Linked DNA regions of Mus musculus: region 2 is linked to region 1. Evidence: chromatin contacts called from public HiChIP or PLAC-seq data. All regions are on one chromosome and are shown on one strand. Each heading gives the region's core, a stretch centred on a gene start, on an enhancer-like site or on the middle of the called end of the contact. The rest is flanking DNA. Distances are from core to core; before and after follow the strand shown.

Region 1 (2,711 bases), core at 150-2,649:
CTATTTCTTGGGCCCTGTATCTCTTATTGGTTCAGGACTGGTGCCTTGATGGGTGCTAGAGGAGGGTGTAGGACCAGCCTGGGAACATTTACCCTCTTCATGGTCCAGAGGTGGTATCTCACAGATTGGCTCTAGGATCCCCACACCACAAATAGTTTTGCTCCCTTTGAGTAAGGGTGTTTTGTGAAATGAGTCTGACCACAGCTCCCTCTTCATTTGGTGACTGGGGAGCTCAGAACAAAGTAGGGTTCATCTTTAACCCCTCGGGTGATAGAACCCGGGTCCCCGAGCATGAGATGAGGCAGGTACTTTACCAGCCCTGTGATGCACTTGACATGATCTGCATGCTCGTACTATCTCACATACCTCAGCACACCATCTGTTCATCCCAAATAATGTTTGTAAGGTGATAAGAGTCATTTTGGATGGAGCAGGTAGCAGGCAAACAAACAGCATTCGGTCAGGTTCTAGTTTTTTGTTTTAAATTATTTATTATTTATTTAATGTGTATGAGTACACTGTAGCTGTCTTCAGACACACTAGAAAAGGGCACCAGTCCCCATTACAGACAGTTGTGAACCACCATGTGGTTGCTGGGAATTGAACTCAGGACCTCTGGAAGAGCAGTCGGTGCTCTTACCCACTGAGCCATCTCTCCAGCTCCCAGGTTCTAGTTTCTTTAGGCCAGTGGTTCTCAATCTTCCTAATGCTGCAACCTTAAATATAGTTGCTCATGTTATGGTAATTCTCAACCACAAAATTATTTTTGTTGCTACTCCATAACTCTAATTTGGCTACTGTTACGAATCATAATATAAATTTGAGTGGGTTGGGGCGGGGAGGGGTATGACCTGAAGATTGAGCTTTAGCCAAAGGCCGGAAGAAATCAAACCGCAAGGAAATAAGGTTGCTGGGCTAGCCACTGTGGTTTCCAGGGCTGATGGGTACGCTCACATCCCAGGGCCTATGGTGGACCTTTGAATCTCAAGGGAACGCCAAGGTGGACAGAGTAGGATGTCAACCTGTTGGGCCTCATATCCAGCAGCTCTGGACAGGCTGCACTAATCTTTACAAACCTTGATACGCTGCAGTGGCTGGCCCATAGTGAGCGAACAGCAAGTGTCTGCTACGGGTGAGCCTCACATGGTCTGGCCCTTCCCTCGATCTGGTCCATGGAGGGGCATAGCCGGTGTGGTCAGGGTAACTTGCCGGGAGTGAAGGTTTACTATGGCATTTCTGCATTCCTCTTGGAGTACAGCAAACTATTTTAAAAAACTAACTCTAGGTCTAAAGGGTCTCGGGTAGCCTGTCATTGGCTAACCAAGCTGTCAGTGGGTCCCTAGAGCCACTGCAGGAGCTGACCAGCCGCTGTTCTTCTCGCCTGCAGCTCTGTTGAAGATGCACTGGACACCGGAACACGCCCAGCCCCTAAACCAGTGGCCAGAGCAGCACCTGGACGTCTCCTCCACCACTCCGTCGCCGGCTCACAAGTTGGAGTTGCCTCCAGGGGGTCGCCAGCGCTGCCACTACGCTTGGGCACACGACGACATTTCCGCCCTCACAGCCTCCAACCTCCTCAAGCGCTACGCCGAGAAGTACTCCGGAGTCCTGGACTACGAGCGCCCGGGCCTGGGCAGCTACGGTGACGCCGCCTTCCTCAACGGTGCCAAAGGGGACCCGGAGCCCTGGCCCGGGCCAGAGCCACCTTACCCTCTAGCCTCGCTCCACGAAGGCCTCCCGGGAGCCAAGGCGGCTGGCGCGGGTGGCTCCGCCGGCCTCGGGGGCTCCCCGGTAGTAGCTGGCAACCTGACTGAGCCGCTGTACACGGGCAACGCGTGCGGGGGACCGTCGGCGGCCACTGAGTACGCGGCGGGCTACGGAGGCGGGTACCTGGCGTCCGGCTACTGCGCGCAAACGAGCGCCGCGCTCGCCCCGCCGCCCCCGCCCGCGCTGCTGCAGCCAGCGCCGCCGCCCGGCTACGGCCCCTCGGCGCCGCTCTACAACTACCCGGCGGCCGGCTACGCGGCGCAGCCCGGCTACGGGGCGCTCCCGCCGCCCGCCGCGCCGCCCGCGCCCTACTTGCCCTCCGGGCTGGCGGCGCCCACGCCCCTGCCCGCGCCCGCGCCACCCCGGCCCGCGCCCTACGGCTTCCCCGCGGCCGCCGAGGGCGTGTCGCTGAAGCGCAAGGCGGTGGACGAGGGCGCGGAAGCCCGCTACCGCAAGTACGCTTACGAGCCGGCCAAGGCCCCCGCGGCCGACGGCGCCTCCTACCCCGCCGCGGACGACACCGAGTGTCGGGGCAACGGGTTCCGTTCGAAGCCACCCGGGGCGACGGAGGATGGGACCGGCAAGTACGGCGGCGGCGGCCCTCTCAAGGTCCTGGGCTCCCCCGCCTACGCGCCGCAGCTCGAGCCCTTTGACAAGTTCCCGGAGCGGGTCCCGGCCGCCCACGGAGGCTTCGCGGAGCCGTCGGGGGAGCCCGCCAAGGGCGTGGACCCGGGGGCGCTGGAGCTGGTGAGCAGCAAGATGGTAGACTGCGGGCCCCCAGTGCAGTGGGCGGATGTGGCGGGCCAGGGCGCGCTCAAGGCGGCCCTAGAGGAGGAGCTGCTTTGGCCCTTGCTGAGGCCGCCCGCCTGTCCCGGCAGCGCGCTCCCGCCGCGGACCGTGCTGTTCTTCGGGCCCCGCGGCTGCGGTAAGGCGCTGCTGGGGCG
Region 2 (2,711 bases), core at 72-2,571, 260 kb after region 1:
CTGTGTCTGCCGGTGCGTGGCACCCAGGACGCAATGTCCCAGAACTTACCGCCCAGTCCGCTCCAGTTCTGGCCCACTGTGCCCCCCATGTGGCTCTGGTTCTATGTGGCAAACGTTTCCGTTTGGAACACCGGGCATTTTCCTTTTTTCCTTTTGACAAAAGGAAATAAAATGAGTCCAGTCAGCCCCTCTTTGTCCTTGGTGGCAACAGGATAACACAAAAGCCAGAACAACATTAAAATGTTTGTGATTTCCAAATAGATTTGTGGATTTGACACAGGTGACTTCGGGGGGGGGGGGGAGAGATGTATGTATTTATATAAACCAAACGACTCCCCCAACAGAATCTGACCTAAATTGCAGTTTCCAGTGTGCTTCGATGTAACCTCCTTTAAAATCTTGCCCTAGAAGGTCAGTTAATTCTCCTGTAAACTAGAGGTCAGAGCGCCCGGGGGAGGGGAGCGCCTCGGAAGAGCAAATTCCCGTGGGTAAAATGCCCAGCCTCAGCCTAGCACACACAGGAGCTCTGGTCCAGTCCAGTCTGACAGGGAACCATCTGACCCTCCCCCTCCCCCTCTGTCCTCCCCAGCACACCTGAGCGGGCCTATGCTACTGTGGCTTAGCTTGTTGCTCCTATTCTGACTTTCAGGAGCCCCCCGACAGCAGCCACCACTATCTTACATGCATTCATTACCTGGGAAGGGACATTCTTGGGTGGCTCAATTCTAATAGATGGGTCCCACTCCCCTGGCGGAAGCACCGTCACCTGGTCCAGGAACTCGTCAATCCCTGCCAGGAGGTCATCGCGTTCCTTTGCTTTATATGCCACATCATGAAAAATCTAGAGAGAGGAAAGAACTTAGGAAGTCTCAGAATTCCTTCACCTCCAACGGGCACGCGTGCGCGCGCGCGCGCACACACACACACACACACACACACACTCCAATGAGCAGGGACACAGCCTCTCAGTTTTTATCCCTGCCGTGGGTATCTAAGAGATAAAACTTGGCGCTTATCGAAGTACGTGGAGTTTTCAGAGGAACCCAAGCTCGGTGTGCAGGTGTACACCTGTAAAGCCACCCGCTCCAGAGGCTAGGGGAGGGGGACTGCCAAGCTGAGGGCCAACCTGGGCTAGAGAGTGAGACAATCTCCACTGGAGAGGCAAGATTCACAGAGATTCTGGGAGTGTGTTTGAATCTAGAAGGGCTCCCTAGTGAACACTTCTGTGAAAGAATCAAAGATCAAACAGCCCACGCTTGCCTGTGCCCACTGAGACGTGCACCAGGGAAACTCTACAGCACAGAGCAACGGTGTGGGACAGCAAGCCACAGCTTACACGTGACATGTAAGGGCATGTCCTGACCCTACGCAGACTCGTCTTGTTTCCATGGAATAGAAGTATTTCCTTATGCAAATGACATCAATGTATTTAATTAGCCATAGTCTCAGGAAGGTTAACTCAGGTTTCACAAGTGACATTAAACACAAAGTCTACACATTCTACTTTGATTTTCTGCATCTTTAATTCCTTGAAAAGGGGAGAGTTAAGTGGCCATAGTGCTAAATGCTTACAATCCCAGCACTGGGTGTTCGAGGCCAGCCTGGGCTACACAGTAAGAAGCTGGAAAGCAAAGAGATAGAACAGCAAGAAAGACCTCCCGGGGGCTTGCCTCACTCTTCATTGGCTCTCAGAAACGGTCCTTGAACTGCTCCCAGCAGACACTGTGACAACCATCATTTTATCCCAACAACGCATTCAGTTTCTGGGAGAGAGTGAGCACTCAGCATTTACGAGAGAATGAGGAGGGCAGCGGCGGCATGTACCTCGTCCGTCATGATGGTGGCCATGGACCTGCCAATCTCATGGTACTGCTGCCCTTTTCCCACTGGGCCCAGTAAGATAAACAAAAACCTGCCAGAACACACAAAGAAGGAGCTCTGTAAGCAAGGACAGAGGCTGGCGTTTTACCTTCTCCAAACAGCAAAGCTCTTTCCCTGCTAACACACTGTCCCTGTGCCTTCAAGGAAAGAACTACCCTGTAGCTAGATGTCACCTTGTTATGGCCAAACACCATTTGGAGCTATTTATGAGACATTATTCAATAACTGGCTACATTTCTTAGAGTTACCATAGACACGATTTCTAGCTACCGGAAGGATGTCTTTTCAAAACACGGCGTTGTGTAAATCCAGGGTTACATCTAGGTCCCATTCATTGTTCTAATAAGAAAATAGGGAAGAGCAGGGTGAGGAAGCTGAGGAGCGCCCTGGAAGGAGCATCTGAACGCTACAGTTACTGAGCTCCGAATTACCACGCCACCACCTATGGCCAAGTCCCACCAGCGCTATGGAAAGACACCAGTACCTCTGCCCAGAGCCGGTTCCCTGGAGACTGCTCTCTGACTAGGAGAGAGCCTGAGGCCTCCCGTGTCACTTGCCCGCCTGCTCCCACAGCTCCGAGGAATCCTGACGCGTCTCTCCATGCAGCTGACCCTAACTTTAGGGATAACTACTTTCCAGCGCCAGCACTCACACAAGTCTGCTTTGAGTAGGCTGCCCTCAGCCTATCCCCACGTTACCTCGTTGGGATGGGCACTTCCGTCAGGCCAGAGAGCAGCACAGCCGGGGAGAGCCTCACGAAGGCCACGATGGGCCGGTCCAGCGTATCCACCTCTCCCACCAGGACATTGGAGGCCTCTGCCCCCGTGGGA

The links. HiChIP or PLAC-seq counts read pairs in DNA pulled down with a chosen protein or histone mark.
Region 2: a contact with region 1 is called in an H3K27ac HiChIP or PLAC-seq map of embryonic stem cells, with 9 times the contacts expected there. The contact joins the enhancer-like site here to the promoter of Fignl2 in region 1. A contact is called at or near these places in 1 of 484 Hi-C or Micro-C datasets (the N1E-115 cell line), 13 of 115 datasets of contacts at active chromatin or transcription factors (craniofacial prominence, embryonic basal ganglia, embryonic forebrain and 5 more) and 5 of 9 other capture datasets (adipose tissue, embryonic stem cells, liver and 2 more).

The regions. Positions count from the first base shown.
Region 1 is chr15:101,053,087-101,055,797 of GRCm38.p6, reverse strand. It overlaps Fignl2 (fidgetin-like 2), which reads left to right and starts at 1,399. Exons shown (of 1, transcript NM_001214911.2): 1 at 1,399-2,711. The coding sequence starts at 1,399.
Region 2 is chr15:100,789,036-100,791,746 of GRCm38.p6, reverse strand. Slc4a8 (solute carrier family 4 (anion exchanger), member 8) reads right to left here. Exons shown (of 25, transcript NM_021530.2): 8 at 2,580-2,711; 9 at 1,825-1,912; 10 at 695-841; 11 at 50-150. Among named protein-coding and RNA genes, the nearest start is that of Gm52175, 25 kb to the right of the region's middle. Within about 2 kb of position 1,321, at least 6 of the 459 cell types and tissues checked have an H3K27ac peak or open chromatin away from gene starts, as enhancers often do. A contact at or near this core is called in embryonic stem cells, where this site is marked.